Linked DNA regions of Zea mays: region 2 is linked to region 1. The links are chromatin contacts, called in public Hi-C maps. All regions are on one chromosome and are shown on one strand. Each heading gives the region's core, a stretch centred on a gene start, on an enhancer-like site or on the middle of the called end of the contact. The rest is flanking DNA. Distances are from core to core; before and after follow the strand shown. Region 1 holds the start of LOC100280021 (putative SET-domain containing protein family). Region 2 holds the start of LOC100274104 (putative rnase H family protein).

What was found. Hi-C and Micro-C count contacts between places; a contact is called where the count stands out from the background.
Region 2: a Hi-C map of tassel shows a contact between it and region 1, with 4 times the contacts expected there. The contact joins the promoter of LOC100274104 here to the promoter of LOC100280021 in region 1. A contact is called at or near these places in 2 of 25 Hi-C or Micro-C datasets (ear and tassel).

What each region holds. Positions count from the first base shown.
Region 1 is chr4:50,772,843-50,775,847 of Zm-B73-REFERENCE-NAM-5.0, reverse strand. It overlaps LOC100280021 (putative SET-domain containing protein family), which reads left to right and starts at 1,501. Exons shown (of 9, transcript NM_001152966.1): 1 at 1,501-1,776; 2 at 2,442-2,712; 3 at 2,811-3,005. The coding sequence starts at 2,506.
Region 2 is chr4:51,386,694-51,389,698 of Zm-B73-REFERENCE-NAM-5.0, reverse strand. LOC100274104 (putative rnase H family protein) reads left to right here and starts at 1,533. Exons shown (of 9, transcript NM_001360534.1): 1 at 1,533-1,925; 2 at 2,008-2,166; 3 at 2,335-2,382; 4 at 2,477-2,539; 5 at 2,697-2,789; 6 at 2,881-3,005. The coding sequence starts at 1,620.

The sequences.
Region 1 (3,005 bases), core at 252-2,751:
TTAATATATATATATATATATATATATATATATATATATATATATATATATATATATATATAATATTATGGATACAAAGAAATATACTCATCTCTATAAACATCTCTAGGGCATATTTCTAACAGCGTCATCTAGCGGATACCGGCCGCGGTTGCGAAAATGGGGCATCACGCCCTCTCTTCTCCCCCTCTTTTGGGGGGCTGCTAGAATGTCCCTCTGCGTCAGGTGTTTTTCGCGTCCACGCCCGCGAACCGCTGCAAACAGACCAAACACCCCTGCTTTTGATAATAGGTTTCATCACCGTAGAAGAGCTTTTGAATGACATGTCAGCTTCATCAATGATCCATCAGTTGCCAAAACAACAATGCCATCAAGAGGAGCTTCGCATAGGGCGCTTAGGATCACAATACACCCAATGCAAAATGTTTGGCGTTCATCATCCAAGATGATCCAGACCGAATAAGAGCAAGAAGCAGATTTATTAAAATCACACACAATTAGCGTGCAAACATAGATAGAGGATTACATAAGGTGGCAACAACGACAGAGAATGACTTATCTAATCGATCTGTTTCAATTCTTGGGAAGGAAGCTAAACTAGTGTTGCATGAAATACGAACCTTGAATTACGGCTGACCAACAACAGGTCGACTCGATAAGCCCCTCCTTTTAAAACTCCTCTCGGATGATGAGCTTGGTAGAAATAGAAACCTAGCAATTTTGCCTATAGGAACAAAAAGATTGATATATCTACTTGGCTGGCGGCAACAGTGGCTCGCCTAGGAGCGTTTGCTGCTGCAGCTCTAGGTCATTGAGCTGCTGCTCCTGGTCCATCTCGATGATGAGCGGCAGTCCCAGCACCAGAAAAAGGTTGACCCCGCAATCCACGCCGCCTTCCCTGTGCTACACATAAGCTTCTTCGCATTGCACTACTGCGCCACAACCTCCGACTGGGAGAGGGCGACCAGGATGCCGTCCCCAGTCCCCACCGTCGTCGCCACACCTGAGAGCTGAAGATTGCGACATCCTAGAAAGAGAGAGAGGGAGCTAAGGTTTAGTGGGGAGGCTAAAGGGATTAAGGGAATGAAGGAACTCGGTGTCACGATGATAGGGCTGAGATTTCTTTTTACTTAGGTGTTGTTTGGTTCACATATTTGTAACGTGAACAATAACCTTGAAATATGTTTATTTAAATCTAACCGTAATTATATATCATACTAGAAATTGATATCGTGCAATTCAAACTTATTACCGCTAATAATCAAATATAAATTATTATCATTGTCAATTACGTTATATTTCATGAACGACACCTTAATACTTGCGATACGTCAAACATGGACCTTTCTTGGCTGCGTTGCGCTTCATTTGGGCCTCTTGGCCCAGTTCAGAAGGAATGATGGTCGCTGGGTCGGCCCAAATCATGATGGCATGGCCTCGCCTTTCCCATTTGATCGCCCAGGTCGAACAACAGGTCAGTGACCCATCCGCTCGCCGCGCCTTGTTGCCTTCCTTTGTTGTTGGTTGGGGGGACCTGGGAAGAAGAGAGAAACCCCAGCAGACGCCAGAGGAAGAGAGAAAACCCCAAGTCCTCCTCGCCTCTTCCGCCTTTCCTCTTCCCCCTTCCTAGTATAGACAATCATCAATCTGTGAGATTGGCGAGCGAATCACGCATACAACTGTAGGATGGAGCGGGGAATGAATGCCTCCCCTGATTGCAGTTAATCCTTCCCATTCCAGTCCGTTCCTCGTCCACTGGAGTCCGTTGAAGTACAGGTGTGTCTCTTTTCCTTCCTGTTCTCCTCCCCTCCTCCCTTCCTCCGTCACTATTCATTCATCTCCCTTCTCACGCATCGTATGTGGTGGATCCACTGCGGATTTTCCTGTTGTAGCACTTGAGGTCACCTTTCATTTCATTTAAGCATCTTTCTTATACTGGTTCTTAACAGGGAAAAAAAGACTGACCATTTTTTAAGGTGCGGGTGCGTTCTAATGTTTTCAACGATTCTCGTAAACCTAAGCTACCATTTTAGTTCATGCATTGGGCTCTGGAAAACCTAAGCCACCATTCAGTTCAGGCATTAGGGATTTTGTGTCTTCCTTCGAGGCACACAAAAAAATGGCTCTCATTTTTAGTACCGTCGTATCTTTTTCTATTTTGTATTTCGTCTTGTTTTTTTTTTGGTGCGATCTGATCTGTTCTGACGATTCTGGCGGGGGAAAAAAAATTAACGACCCAACCTTGGGGATTGGTACCTTCGTTTGGTCACGCCTTATTTTCTCTTACTTTCATGGGTTTTGCTTGCATCGGCTACTGCTCATAACAAACAGTACTAGTACTGTATAGTATTCGGTTGCATGCATTTTGTGCAACTTGAGTAGTTTATTTTGCCCAGTTATAAAGTGTTTGACCATTTTCTTGCCCATGGCGCTCGCCACAGGCTGCAGTAGGACAGGGAGCAACCGCCACCATAGCTGTTCGCCATTTCTTCCATCAACACCAACATGAGCAGCAACAAGGAAAGGGCCAAGAAGGCATTGAACGCCATGAAGCTGCTTGGTTTCTCTAAGAAGCAGGCCACCCCAGTACTCAAGGAACTCCTCAACATCTTCAACAACAACTGGGAGCCCATTGAGGATGAGTGCTATCGTGCCCTCGCTGATGCCATCCTCGATAGGCAAGACAACAAACAAACCCCTCCCTCCCAACAGGTCATCATTCTCCTATCTACCTCGCTTACAACAGGTTATACCTTCCTTTCTTCTCCATTAACTCCTTACTGCTGTTCATTATCGATATTTTTTATCAGGGCAACCAAGCAGCACATGCGCACTCGGAGCACGATCGGCAACAATATGTTTCTGCTATTCACGATGACAGAGGCGAAGATGATAATGAAACGCCCCTGGTGAAGAGGCCCAGGATGGGCACGGCTAATTTCAGGGCAGAGTTGCAGCCATTTGAGTCTGGACCACAGCAACCCACTGTTTCAACCCAAGGTGCT
Region 2 (3,005 bases), core at 284-2,783, 610 kb before region 1:
CTAGCAATCTGTGTACATTGTGGCTCTAAATGGCTAAGTCCGTGTACTTGTGTTTATATGAAATCTGAAATAACTGTTGAGGCTATTTTCTCAGTACTACTGAGGCTATTTATAGTTTCTCGGAAACTATTCTTCAGTATCTCGGGAACTTTTGTTCAGTTTCAACTGAACTATTTTTAAGTTTCTTAGGAACTAGAGACTATTTTCTCGTGAACTATTGTATAGTTTCTCACGACCTATTCTTCAGTTTCTTAGGAACTATTGTTCAATCTCTCATGAACTATTTTTCTGTTTCTCAGGAAATATTGTTGAGTTTGTCTTGAACTATTGTATAGTTTCTTAGAAATAAATATTGTTCAGTTTCATAGAAATCTGAAATAACTGCAGATTCAAGTGACTATTTTCATAGAAATACGAAATAACTGCAGATTTAAGTGACTATTTTACCGAAATCTGAAATAACTGCAGTTCATAGATTACAAGGGAAATAGAGGAGTATTTTCACTAGAAAGCAGTGCTTGAGATCACTGAATGAATTCTAGACTATTTTCACTAGAGAACAGTAGTTCATTTCACAAATTATAGTTTCAAACAAGTTCACATACCGGTACACACTGCACTTCACATATTACAATTTAAGTGGCCAGATTACACTTTCTTCTTCGGGGTGATTTTTAACTAAACATCTAACAATGCATGGAGACGATGTTGCTCCTGCTGAAATAGTACTACCAGCTTCTGTCGTAGCAATCTGTGATGAGACACCCACAGCCCTCCATTCACCACTTCTTCAGTCCTTGTATTAGGAACCACTTCATCAGTATGCTCTTGTATTAGAAACCACTTCATCAGTATGTTACTGTCATATAGCTCGAAGCTCTTTAGGAACCACTTTATCAGTAGTTGCCCGTGAACTATCTCGTGTACATGCAACCTATAGAGCATAATGGAATTAAATAGTTGTGACCTCACCACATAAGAATCTAACTAGGTATATGCTCGTGTGTTGTTATGATAAAATACATTAATATACAAAAAATTTTTGTTTTATAATATTAACTCCGTAGCAACGGACGAGCATATACATATAACACACATGTACATAAGTTATCGTGTTATTATACGATTTGGTTGTAACGCACGAGAACTTACCTAGCCTGATAAGAAGAGAGAGGAGCAACCAAGCTAGGCAGGTAGCCATAAAGCGACGACCACGACGAAATCAATCGTCGCGAGAAGTACCGTGCAGTCCAGAAGACTGAGGAGCGACCAAGAAAGGCAAGAAGGAAATGAACAGGAAAGCTCCAAGTCAAAGCTTTCATGGGCTTTGGTAAGCTCCAGACGCCACGACATCAGCATTGACCCAATATTGTCTCATTTTATGGGCTTTGCTTTAGATATTCATTCTCTTACAGAAAAGGCCCATCACTTAGTGGGCTTCGAAGAGAATCCATCCCAATAGTCTGCCCGGTCCATTCTATCTTCGTCGATATCGCCGTCTGCCCGTCTCTACTGGGAAGGGAAGGGAGCACCTGCCTGCTCCTGCGCGGCGGCGGTTGGTAAGCCCCACCTCCGGTCCCAGCCTGGCCAGACTTCTGCCCTTCTCCTCCGCCTCTCTAATGGTGATTCGCAGTTACTCTTCTTTCCACTGTGGGTTGCTGATTTCCAGAGCGGCGTGGAGGAGGCACTACCCGTTCTTCTGGGCTGTCAGGCCTTCCGTACCGCCGCCGCCGTCGCCACTCCCACTCCCACAGCCGCGCACGCGCTTCTCCTCCTCCTCCTCACTGCGCTCCACCAAGAGATCCGCCGCAAAGACGTCAATGGACTCGTCTTCAGTCGGTGAACCCTTCTACGTCGTCCGCAAGGGGGACGTCATCGGCATCTACAAAACCCTCAGCGAATGCCAAGCTCAAGTCAGCAATTCGGTATGTGCCTTCGAGTTCCGTGACTTTCCTTCCTTTGCTTTCTTGCTGTGGCTGACCATGCCCCTACTGCTACTGCTGCTAGGTTCGCGACCCTTCTGTCACCGTCTTCAAAGGCTACTCGCTGCGTAAAGACACCGAGGAATACCTCGCCGCGCGCGGGTTAAGGAACGCTCTCTACGCCATTGATGCAACAGATGCACGAGATGAATTGTTCGACGATCTAGTTCCCTGCCCTTTCCAGGTAACACGAACAATGCTCTCTGCTCGTAAGTTCCAGCTGCTTCAGGTAATTTAGAGTTCGATAAGGTTGCTGGTGATTTCTGGACATGAAATTCAGTTTTATACTACCTGACTTTTGCCGTAACATTAACATCTCATGGTGTGCTCATTGTGCAACTTATGGTTTCAGCAACCTGATGGAGCTGCATCGTCTACTCTGAAAAGATCACAGGAGATTGTGAGTAGCGTTTTCTTTGTCACTGTGGTTCATTTCCATTCAAAAGTGACCTTTATATATCTCATTAACTCGCACTAAAAATCATTTTCTCAAGGAAATCGGACCATCAAAGAAGCATCCCAAAGTTGATGAGCAGGTACCATTACCTGATAGTCATGTGAGTATAAATAATGCAATGCCCACTCTCTGTATTGTTATTTGGCTTGTTCCTGTAGTTATGGTTTGGTTTGTTACTAGCATGTATATTTTTAATTTATCTGTGCTGTGATGATACATGAAGCTGCGCTCATCAGCAGTTTTGACCTTTTTTGCAGCTCTCTTGTATTCTTGAATTTGATGGTGCCTCTAAAGGAAATCCAGGGAAAGCCGGTGCTGGAGCAATAATAAGGCAGGTAGATGGTTCCGTGGTATGTAGCCAACTGGTAACTAAACTGATGTGTTCTATTTATACCGAGTTATCATACCTAGCTGGTTACCGTGTTATGATCTTTACTGAAGATTGCTCAACTACGTGAGGGTCTGGGCATTGCAACCAACAATGCTGCTGAATATCGTGCATTGATCCTAGGGCTAACATATGCAGCCAAGAAAGGGTTCAAGTATATTCGTGCTCAAGGCGACTC